Regions from separate parts of the Zea mays genome. Here regions 2, 3 and 4 are each linked to region 1. Evidence: chromatin contacts called from public Hi-C data. All regions are on one chromosome and are shown on one strand. The core of a region is the stretch at or near the end of the contact, and the rest is flanking DNA. Distances in the headings are between cores, read along the strand shown. Region 1 holds the start of LOC103626130 (glutamyl-tRNA reductase, chloroplastic). Region 2 holds the start of LOC103626132 (phosphatidylinositol 4-phosphate 5-kinase 9). Region 3 holds the start of LOC100194054 (Thylakoid lumenal 17.4 kDa protein chloroplastic). Region 4 holds the start of LOC100501486 (Malic enzyme).

Region 1 (2,700 bases), core at 147-2,646:
TTTGTTTATGAAATTGATAATTTGGATCTAGTTGCACATCAATGTAAAGCTTTCTTAATTTATTTGTGAAGATGTTTATCCAAGCAAATTCTAGAGGGTGAAAATAACATGCTCGCACTAGATGAATATGACCAAAACAAGAGAACCCCCAAAACATTTCTGCACAAAATGGATGCCCAATAGCTGATCGCAAAAGCATATGAATATTAATTATTTGGCATCGTTATTAAATATAGATTTCTCCTCCTTATAGGAGTGTACAGTTAAATATGCATAGTCTATCATTTACTCCTAGGTTCTTACAACATGAAGTTTTGGTGGATATAGATACGATAGTCATTAAGTTTTTTATATGTACACAAACAGAAGCTCCACGAACCTGTGAAGCATATAGCTCCACAATCAGTTAACTGCTTGAACAAAACCCCCGAATGTTACTTTCCGTTTCCCTGTTGTCAGTCTGACTAGGTTAAAAAAAAAGCAATCGAAGTTCGAATCGGGATGCCCAGAAGTTTCATCATCCCCACGACCCCTTGCAAAATGGCACAAGCTAATTTCTCTTCGACGCCATGCGATCCGGTCTCCTACTCCACATATTCAAATTATGCTTGGTCAAGGCAAAGTTGCAACGGGACAATGCAAAGTTCACACCTACTACTCCTTTTTCCTTCCTTCCCCAAACCACCGAGATCTTTTGACCTGTACCAGACCAAAACCAATCCCAACTGCAGCAACAGCCTCGAAGCGACGCAACCGATCCAGCGCACAATCCGGGAATTATTACTGGAAAGAGCAAGAGCGGCGGCGGATTCGATGACACAGTCACACAGGCGAGGGGCAAGGCACTCACGGTCAGCGGAGATCTTGAACTGCTCGAGCGCGGCGACGCTGGCCGCCTTGGCCACCGCCCGCACCTGGGCGTCGGCGCCGGCGTCGCACCGCACGGCCACCCCGGAGCGACGCATGCCGCCGGCAGCGGCAGGCACCCTCGCGCAGAGCGCCGCCGACGCCGACGCCGGTCCCCGCGGCGTGGCGGCTGCCCCGAATGCCACGGCGGTGGAGGCCGCTGGAGCCGTGCTCGCCATCATGTAGGTCACGGGAGACAGAAAAGCCGTCTCCTTTGCCGAGCCGGAAAACCAAACCAATGCGGCAAGAAATTTGCGCGGGCAGATAAGCGGAAATATATAGAGAGAGAGGCGAGGAGAGATTTTCGCGGGCAAGGAATTTATGGGCTGCCTCCCTCGACCTCTCTCCCGAACTAGGACTCGGGGCAGGTCTTGGGAAAGAGTCCTCGGTGGGAGGGAGGGAGGGGGAGGAGATGTGGAATTGGTTTCGGTCCCGCCGCGTTGGCTCGAGGTAATAAAACGAACGAGTTGGATGCGGGAGAAGGAAGAAAGCTGTGCTGCTCAGCTTGGGAGCCAAAGGTTATGGGAGGGGTTGTTGGGTAGCCGCCTAGCCGGAGCCGCATGGCCTGTGGGGCCCTCACGTGGTGTTGGTGCGTTGGAAGTTGGAACTACTAAACTAGATCTTCGGGTCGGCCCGGAATTTTCTATGCTACCAAAAAAAAAAATACTACGTATGGGCCTTCGTCATAGAGCCAATGGAGAGAATATCGCCTTGGACTTCTTCTTTTCTGCCAAACTAGGTTTTTTTAGAAACTTATCCTGATGAATTAGTTCTATACAGAACTCTTGTGAGACACCTGGTTGTGTTTAAACCATAGTATATTTATTTTGCAAACACAATTATTACATTTTTCCTGTGATTAGATATATAAAGATCGTATCGTATCTTAATGAAAGCTTACCGTGAATTTTGATACAACGGTAAATGGTAAAATAAAATATGAAGGGCTAATATGGATTGCTCTTTGTACTACAGGAGGAAGGGAGTGTGGTGGCCTCAAGTTTGGGGGGTGGCTGCCGCTCCTATCTCTCTCGTCTTTTGTATGGCCTGTGATGCGACATGCGAGGTGGGCACACGAGTTCGCATGGCCCGCCTCCCGCCCGCGCCTGATGATAGCGGCGAAGCGTGTCGGCGTGGTGGCCACACTCTCGGACTCTCCTGCCCACCGGGGCCCGCCTGCCTGTCGCACGGGCTTCTTTCCCGTGACATTGGCCGTATGTGCGTGCGGTGGTTTTCGATAAAATTTACCGTTTCTGGTACTAACCGATATAAAAGAACTGGTACAAAATCGGTCCGGTTTTTGTGTATTTCGATTTAGAATTTAAAATTATAAATGTCAAACTTCAGTCAGCTAAACGGGTTTTTGGAAAATCCGCATGTTTGCATCTTAAAGTTAGAAGATACAGTTCTACAAACAAATAGTACTAAGGACTATTTAAGACCATCTAGCTCTCAATATTTATTCTTCCAGTATTGCTATATCGGGTTCTTCCAAAAACTATAGAAACCCCAAAAAAAAACATACTAAAACTCCAATAGCTCCTTATTTTGTTCGAAAAACAGTCCGCCTAGGTCCTATTCCCGTGATTCTGCTCCTTTGTTTGTTGTTGACTGGAGTGAAGTAGCAGAGCAATATATATGTTTCTATTTCGGTCACCAGCCAAGCCAAGCATCTGGGGGGGGGTTGCCTTGGGTTGGCCAACGAGGTCAGCCACGATTTCCATGCAGCAACACGTATTCCAAGCGTTGCAAATGCGAGCACGAGACGAGCGAAAGATCAAGAGATGGCGACGC
Region 2 (2,700 bases), core at 74-2,573, 170 kb before region 1:
GTAGGAACTCCCTAAATACAGTTGACGTCAATTTCTTCACACTAGCGTGATTATTTTTCACTTTCCCACACAGTGAGGTAGACAGGTATAACACACTCTTTTTTCACTTTCTAGCATGAGATAACTAAGTCAAACATGTATGACACAAGTTTCTCCTTCACCATCGAACCCAACTTCCTCATAGGTTGCGCCACCGGACCACCACTCCTCCATAGTTCATATTGACCGGCTTTTTCTCTTTCGCCCTCACATAGGGGCAGGGCCGCTAAATCTAGATTCAAAATCGAGCTACTTCATAAATATGAGCAACTATTGGAGACTAAGTTATTTTTTACTTTCAATAGCTATTTAGCAACTTGCTAAACATGATTTTAGCAAGCTATTTTTTAGAGAACTATTGGAGTTGCTCTTATGCATGCCTTAAGCTGATATCCCAATCACCACACCACTAGCATGTGGGGCTCATACGGGCATTGACTTTTGATGTGGGGTGCTGACCCACCACAATTGCCCTAGGATAGTCCCGCCACCAATGTACTATCGCTACCCTGCTTTGCCTCGTACAATTAACAAATAGAAAGTCCCTAGCCGTTCGATCGCCTAGAAGGTAACGGAAAAAAAAAACGAAGCAGAAGAAGTGCAAGCCATCGCTCTTTTGGTCTGGTCGTAGTAGCATCAATCACTAGACGCTCCCTCCAATGAAGCCGCCGTGGCGGCGCCGAGAGCAGTCAAAGAAAATGCCATTTGCCTTCAAAAATCAAGCCCGAAAATTTAATCACCGGGACACATAGTACTATCTCTTACTCACTCCGTCAAGAAATGACAAACATATTTATTATTAACTCCGTTCTCGAATATTTATTATCATTAGTTTATTTTAACTAAAATATGACAAATAAAAAAATGGAGAGAGTACTTTTTTTTTACAAACTGTAACCGATAGTTAGTTAAGTCACATATACAAAATTATGGCATAAAGCTTAAATGAAGGCACGATGTTCAGATAATATTAATCCTCTAGCAAGTAACAGTATATTGTAAGGGAAAATGAAGCTAAAAAAATGTGTTTCGCCTGACTTTTGCTCCCATCAAACGTGTAACGGCGAGGGAAGTATTATTTTAGTAGTTCAAGTTCTGATAGTGCATGGAACTTTTTTTTGCTCTTATCTGGCCTCGTACGTACCCAATCACGGCCGAATTGACATTTCACATCTACTTACTTAATTTGGGGGTAATACAGGCCCCAGAGCTAAAAGATGGAAAGATTAGTAAAAGTAAGCAGAGGCATTGATAAAATAGTGTAAAAGGGACGTCCATTATTATATATAAGTATATACTAATAGTTTGTTGTTTCCCTTTCAATCACCTAGCTTTTCGCCCCTTTTTTTTCCCCCACGACCAGGATCGGTGAGCGAGTCCAAGCGGCCAAATCCAATCGCTAACCACCGCCGGCGTCCTCGTCTACGTCTACTACCTGCTCTGCTCTCTCTCCCCCACAGGCCCCGCAGCATCCACACGAGGACTTCAGAATCAGCAGCAGCCAGCAGGCAGCAGCTCAGCGAGACAGACGCGTCCGGGGCTCCCCTCCGCGCGCCCGCCGATCAAGGATCAACAACACACGGGGACGCCTCCCGTCTCCTTCATTCCCAGCCTGCACTGCGCCGCCCCAGACGCCCGCGACCCTCTCCACCTCCTCCGGCGAATACCGTTCCTCCCCGGCAAGCTACCCTCCGATCCTTTGTTCCGGGTGAGTCTACGCGCAGCGCTTCCTCCCGCGGCCGGATCCCCATCGGCGCGACGCGATTCGTGGATCCGGCGGCCGGGGTCTTCGCCGTCCACAGCAGTACAGCATCGCTTCTCAGTCCTCCTCCTCCCCTTGCCTCTAGTCTGGCAGCGCACCCCTGCCTCCACTAGTCCACTGTCCTTTTTTTACATGGAGACTAGAGTTGACCCTCCGCACGGATCCTCTCCGTCCTCACCCTCTTCTCCCTCTCCCTCCCTCTCCATATCTCTGCAGGTCTGCGAGGTAGTACCGTCGACGAGGCCTCCCTCCCCTCCGGCGAGCCCCCCTTCCGAAGTCGTGAGGTAATCCTGCCCGGCTGCCCCCCACTCCTTACCCCTCCTGTAGTCTTGTGTAGGTGCAACTCTTCTGAAAATAAAGTTCACAGTTGACGATTAGGGCCATGCAAAACTACAATGATCATCCGTGTACCTCCGCTCACTGAGTTAGACATGATCAGTTGTTTTGCTTTTATAAAGAAAAAAGTAAAAGTAAAAAAGAAGACTATATTCATGATTCTCAAACTCTGAACCATATCGGTGTTGTCTCTAGTATACTTGCTTACGTATGTGTGGTACATGATTAGGCTGAGCTGTGTAGAGGTTAGAGATAATTGTGAGCCTATTTTTCTTTTCATATATGAGTTGATATGTACCTACAAATTCCTAGTTGCAATTTATCCTTAATAAAAAATCTTTACAAATTGTTTTCCACACATCATTGTAAGATTAAAGAAAGGCACATGGAGGCTACAGTTAAAAAAAAATCTGCCCTACCCAAAGCACAATGCGAAACGCCTTAAGGTAAATCTTGATTCTTCCAGATTAAGCAGGATTCATCAAACAGTCAACAGTTGGGCCTTTCGGCTTATGCATGACATAAGGTAAATAAGAAAGGACCGTAGTAAATTCAGCAAGATT
Region 3 (2,700 bases), core at 79-2,578, 130 kb before region 1:
TCCGGTTAATCAGATCACCAAATAGAGCAAATTAGATATTTCTCCACAATTAAATGCTTTATCCAGTCAATGGCTATCGTGAATCGTCCTAAATATTTTTATATCATGATCTATGAATCTCATCAACACTTCTAGAAAAGTGATTCAGAACCCACTTTGTAATGCAATGCCAATCTGAAGTCTCATACAACTAGCCAAGAACAGAATTTCTTGCTTTAGATTGTGTGCAAGTGATGCTAAATTTAAGGTGCTTTCCACTTCCAGAACATATGATGCAGTAGTCCACATCAAATGTTGTGGTCGCTGTACTGATATATTCTTTTAAGGCCCTGTTTCGATCGGTAGAATTTAAATCCATTCTAATAATTATAATTTAGACACAGATTTATGCCGATATGGTTGTACAAGATATATTTGTATACTGTGAGGGCTGCATTTGTGTTGTAGAGGAGCAAGCCAAAGTGCTATTAGCTGCAAAGTAGAAACATATCCCGCCCTATAAATCTAGCATATGCTTATATTTGAACTTTGAATTATTGTGGAACGTTAAACCTCAAGCCAAATATCCTAAGTCTATCAAGTAGATTCCAATTCTTCCCAAATGGAAGGATCCAAACGGCTTATGAATAGCACATACTTTCTTGAGTGGTGAAGGAAAAGGACCCATTCCTATTTTGGTAGAAACCAAAAATCTTCCAACGTTTATAAAATCTTTGTTGAGGAAAAACATGTTGTACTTAACTAATTACTACTATTGTTTTCCGTGTATACAATTTTTCAATGGAGCAGCTCTCTGTATATATGTATATTTTACAGCAACATATTCTGACGGAATTAAGGAAAACATGCCTGGTACCAGATCGCAAAATGCGAGGCTCCTTCGATCATAAAAAAAAATCTACACCCGGTGATCCAGACCGAGACTAACATTTGACAGAGATTAAAAATTCCACCCCTCTTACTGCGCAGCGAAACGCGACAGTTCCAGAAAATTGCGACCCGACCGCAACGCGAAACGGCGGATGTGGGATAAGAAAGAGGGACATTCACCAACCTGGCTCGCGGCAATGACCGGATTGGACGCGGACGCGACGGACCAAGCCGCCAGCACGCCGCACGCGAGGCGGCCCGCGCCCTTGGCCCACGCCGGCCCGGTGCTCCCGCCGGCGTCGGCCGCCGAGCACGCCACGCGGCACCTCGGCCGCCGCGGGCGGCAGAGCGTGGCGCCAGACGGCGAGGCGAGGCAGGAGGACGACGCCATGTCCAAAATGCGGTGCGGCGCGGTGCGGCTGGCTTGGCCTGTGGGGTGTGAAGAGAGGGTGGCGATGAGGCGGAGTCGCAGCGAGCCCTCCACCTCCACGGCTCCACGCTATCTTATCGGCTTATCCGTGACACCGTTCTCGGAGGCCCCCACGGGGGCCCACGTGACACTCGAGGCGCCGCGACCATTTGTCAGCAGTCAGCACCGCCAACCCGGGACCCGGTCTATTTTTGGATGAATTCTGTTTTACCTTCTTATCAACGTTCCGTTTTACACAAGCGGCCAGTTTCTATCTCTTCTCTCATCCTAAAAAGAGCAAACTGAAAACCCATTAGAAAATGCACATGGATCTTTGATACACACGACGCGATGTCGAGGTCCTGTTTTGGTGTATGTTTTGATATACACCGGTGGTGGAGGACCTATTATGGTTTAGTATGTCATCAGTCATATCTAAATTTATAAAACTTCTATATCTTTCTTTATAATTACAAATGGAGATTTGGTGCAATGGATAGACTGCTACATTTTTAGCTGTAGGTTATAGAATCGATTCTTGTTGCCTAACTTTTTAATTTTTTCAGCCATATCTATATTTTCTTTTGTCCTCCACTGCTAATATACATGGCCAGTTTCTAGTATGCTCAGGATTGTAAACGATACTTATACCATCCATCTATATAAATCTATATAAAGAATAGATCATGACCCATAGGGTCAACAGAACCTTTCACAACTTCGGATTACACCATGTCCAATACGAACTCTTCTTATCAAAGGACCACCACCTTTGCCCCTATTCCAATCCATCATGTTGTCACCATTCTCACTTTGCGAAGGTCAATTACATCATATGGCGTGGACCGCTCCTTCCCTATCTCCAAAGCAACAAGTTGATGGGTTACCTAGATGGATCTCTTTCCTACATGTGCCAAGATTATCGTTGCAACCACGGGCAGTTGTCGATGTTGAACATATTTCTAGCCTAGTGTACGAACACTGGGACCAATAGGTCCCCAGTGATCTCCTCTCCTCCATGTCCGAGGTGGTGTGTTTATGATGTGGTCAGCACCACCGAAAGGGAAATGTGCTAGATAGCTATTTCCACCTGTTTTGGTGATTAAGTATCCAACACACTACCTTGGACTAACTAGATTGGTATGAGTATTAGCACATGTTCAATTGAAAGCAAATTGAAGGCACTAAGTACGTCCAAATGAGCTGAACTAGAGGCTAAAAGTGTAACTTGTGGTAAAACAGTAAGAACACGAGGTTTGAATGTTTAATAAGTTGCATATGCCTAATACTATGTTTCTAGCACTTTACTTTGATCACTATCTCAATTATATGAAAAAGTGCATTTTCGAGTTAGATTGGGCTAAACTGTAAGCCAGAAAATGCAACTTGGGGTAAAATGGTAAATATGTGAGGTTTTCACT
Region 4 (2,700 bases), core at 102-2,601, 240 kb after region 1:
TCATCATCTAAGACTTAGTTCTAGCAATCATTTACACCCAAGCAGGTAGGTATTTAAAACAATTGCCAAAATCAAACAATATCCTTTTAGTGGATCCAAACAACTCATACTAATAATAACTTTTTAGGCCATCTAAACGTATGAACTAAATTTAGATCGGCACAACTAGTCGTTATATCTAAATAATCTAGTACTAAACTTTAGTCGTCTAAATTTTAATAACTTGTTGTTTAGTAAAACAAATAGTTGGTTCAGATGATGCAAATATGCTCTTATAGTATGTAGATTACCTATCATCCTCAGAGTTTATACAGGTGGTCTTCTAATGTCGCTAGTATAGTTTTTTCCTTCTCCACTTAAATGCCTACATTTGAGGGGGAGATGAACTAGTTTTCGACGATAGGATGAGTAAGTTATTGGAGCAACCGCAATCCCTCGTATGACAACTTTTTATTAGTGACATGATAAGTAATATGTTAAAGATGCTCTTAGCTTCCTAGAGCATGTCAAGTCTTTTTCTAAACTCAACCTCCTTCTAGACCATTATTTGAAGAGTCATTCAAAAAATGTTCTTTATATCTTTCTAACAACTTTTTTATACCAATGTGCTAGAGTATCCTCGCCCCTCTTTATCTTTATTTATGAAATAAATTGTTAGGAGCCTTTTTTAAATTATTTTTTGTATTTTCTATCATTATGGAAGGCCCTCTTTGTTTCCTTCTAGAATTATATGGATTATATAAGCACCAAATGACATGTCTATGAATTATCATAATCTAGGTATCTAGATTATATTTAATCCACTTAATAATATGTGTTGTTTATTTATCTCTTAACTTATTTAAGCTGGATTATATAATTTAGAGGGTAAAAAAATGGAGCCGAAGAATAGTTGTTTTTAGCTAGGTAACTTTATTACTGGTATTGGTGGATTCGAATAGAACCTTAGCACAGTCAAACAAATTGATTTATAGCATTCTTAATCAAAACTAGGCAAAGACTTATACATGTAGTCGAAATAGTCTCGTATGAGAGGTACCGTGGCTTGGTGCGCCTAGCAAATCCATCTTTATTGTTTCGAATGCGCATAGTCGCGCTGCGGCCTGCGGAACTCGTCGCCGACAACACCTTCACTAGTAGAGCCGCGTCCCCGCCCGCGTCCGGTCCTCCGCCGCCACCACTCACCTCCCTTCTGACCCAACCGGCGCCCTCCCCCTCGGCCCTCGCGTTCCACGACCACGAGCCGTGCTCTCGCGTGCGCGTCGCGTCGCACTCGCATCACGAATTCACGATTCAGCCAGCAACGCATCACCCCTTCCCACCCCCACAGGGACCAGGCCTCCACCACCCACCTTACCCAGGCCATACCCCCCGCCCCGACCGGGGGTCTCCTATCCTCCTGCCCTCACCGCGGGTGCCCGCACCGCGCGGCGACGCCTCCCCTTCAAATCTCCCAGGAGCTAGGGGCCTCGGCCACCACCACCGCACCGCACCGTCTCGGACGCGGCTGCAGCTCCGAGCATTGGATTCCGACCAACTGACCGAGCGGCGTGTCAGATGATCTCGCCGGCGATGTGTCGTTCGGCGCCGCGGCGGGCCGCGCAGGTCCGGCGCCTCCTGTCGTCGGCCGCGCCCCCGGCGCACGCCGGCGCTGCCGTGCCTGGGCCCTGCATCGTGCACAAGCGCGGCAACGACATCCTCCACGATCCGTGGTACAACAAGGTAAGGTAGCCAAGCTACACGCGGAGCCCCCGACCCCGATCTCGCGGTTTGCGCGTGGACTCGATGCGGTTTCAGCTTACCGGGGCTTCCATTCCGTTTGGGCGCAGGATACGGCGTTCCCCATGACGGAGCGCGACCGCCTCGGTCTCCGCGGCTTGCTCCCGCCGCGGGTCATGTCCTTCGAGCAGCAGTACGAGCGATTTAGTGAGTCGCCCTTCCCGTTAGCGTTTGTGTTTCCTTATTCGTCTTGTTTGTGGCGCGCCGAATGGGTTTCGGGATCACGGAATTTGTCGTTGTTCACGCGACGCGTTATGACTTACGCGCGTGCTTGCTTCGTTACAGTAAACTCTTTCCGGTCGCTGGAGCACAATACCCGCGGCGAGCCTGACTCCATCGTCGCGCTGGCCAAATGGAGGATCCTCAACAGGTTGCACGACCGGAACGAGACATTGTACTACAGGGTGAGCCCGTAGGTTGCAGTATCGTGTTTGGGAAAAAAAAATGATACAATGGCGATGTGCCTGAATTTGGAGTGCTGACATGGTAATATGCGCTCTTCTCGACAGGTGCTAATTGACAATATCAAGGATTTTGCCCCGATAATATACACTCCCACTGTTGGCTTGGTCTGTGAAAATTACAGCGGTCTGTTCAGACGACCCCGTGGGATGTATTTCAGTGCAAAGGATAAGGGGGAGATGATGTCAATGATTTACAACTGGCCAGCAGAGAAGGTATAGCTGAAAGTGCTGTCTAAATGCACGTTTTCAAGTAATGCCTCTAGTGTAGCGATTAAGATTGAGATTATTTGAGTGTGGGTTCAACTAATGAGATCTGAAACCGAACCATAACATTTGATTGATACTAGTGGTTTCCTAGAACCGTACTGCATGCTACTCCATCCCAAATTATAATACGTTTTGGCTTTTGCGATGGAGGGACGAGTGTATTTTAATATGTCATCAGCCAATGCATAAT

What was found. A called contact is a pair of places that touch in the nucleus more often than the background predicts.
Region 2: a Hi-C map of ear shows a contact between it and region 1, with 1.6 times the contacts expected there. The contact joins the promoter of LOC103626132 here to the promoter of LOC103626130 in region 1. A contact is called at or near these places in 3 of 25 Hi-C or Micro-C datasets (ear, leaf and tassel).
Region 3: a Hi-C map of leaf shows a contact between it and region 1, with 7 times the contacts expected there. The contact joins the promoter of LOC100194054 here to the promoter of LOC103626130 in region 1. A contact is called at or near these places in 7 of 25 Hi-C or Micro-C datasets (bundle sheath, ear, endosperm and 2 more).
Region 4: a contact with region 1 is called in a Hi-C map of tassel, with 2.9 times the contacts expected there. The contact joins the promoter of LOC100501486 here to the promoter of LOC103626130 in region 1. A contact is called at or near these places in 7 of 25 Hi-C or Micro-C datasets (bundle sheath, ear, endosperm and 3 more).

What each region holds. Positions count from the first base shown.
Region 1 is chr5:25,090,403-25,093,102 of Zm-B73-REFERENCE-NAM-5.0, reverse strand. It overlaps LOC103626130 (glutamyl-tRNA reductase, chloroplastic), which reads right to left and starts at 1,396. Exons shown (of 3, transcript XM_008646517.4): 1 at 851-1,396. The coding sequence starts at 1,088.
Region 2 is chr5:25,262,306-25,265,005 of Zm-B73-REFERENCE-NAM-5.0, reverse strand. It overlaps LOC103626132 (phosphatidylinositol 4-phosphate 5-kinase 9), which reads left to right and starts at 1,323. Exons shown (of 10, transcript XM_008646519.3): 1 at 1,323-1,747; 2 at 2,018-2,085.
Region 3 is chr5:25,223,296-25,225,995 of Zm-B73-REFERENCE-NAM-5.0, reverse strand. It overlaps LOC100194054 (Thylakoid lumenal 17.4 kDa protein chloroplastic), which reads right to left and starts at 1,328. Exons shown (of 3, transcript NM_001139111.1): 1 at 1,055-1,328. The coding sequence starts at 1,261.
Region 4 is chr5:24,845,677-24,848,376 of Zm-B73-REFERENCE-NAM-5.0, reverse strand. LOC100501486 (Malic enzyme) reads left to right here and starts at 1,351. Exons shown (of 19, transcript NM_001196190.2): 1 at 1,351-1,722; 2 at 1,830-1,926; 3 at 2,065-2,183; 4 at 2,289-2,456. The coding sequence starts at 1,558.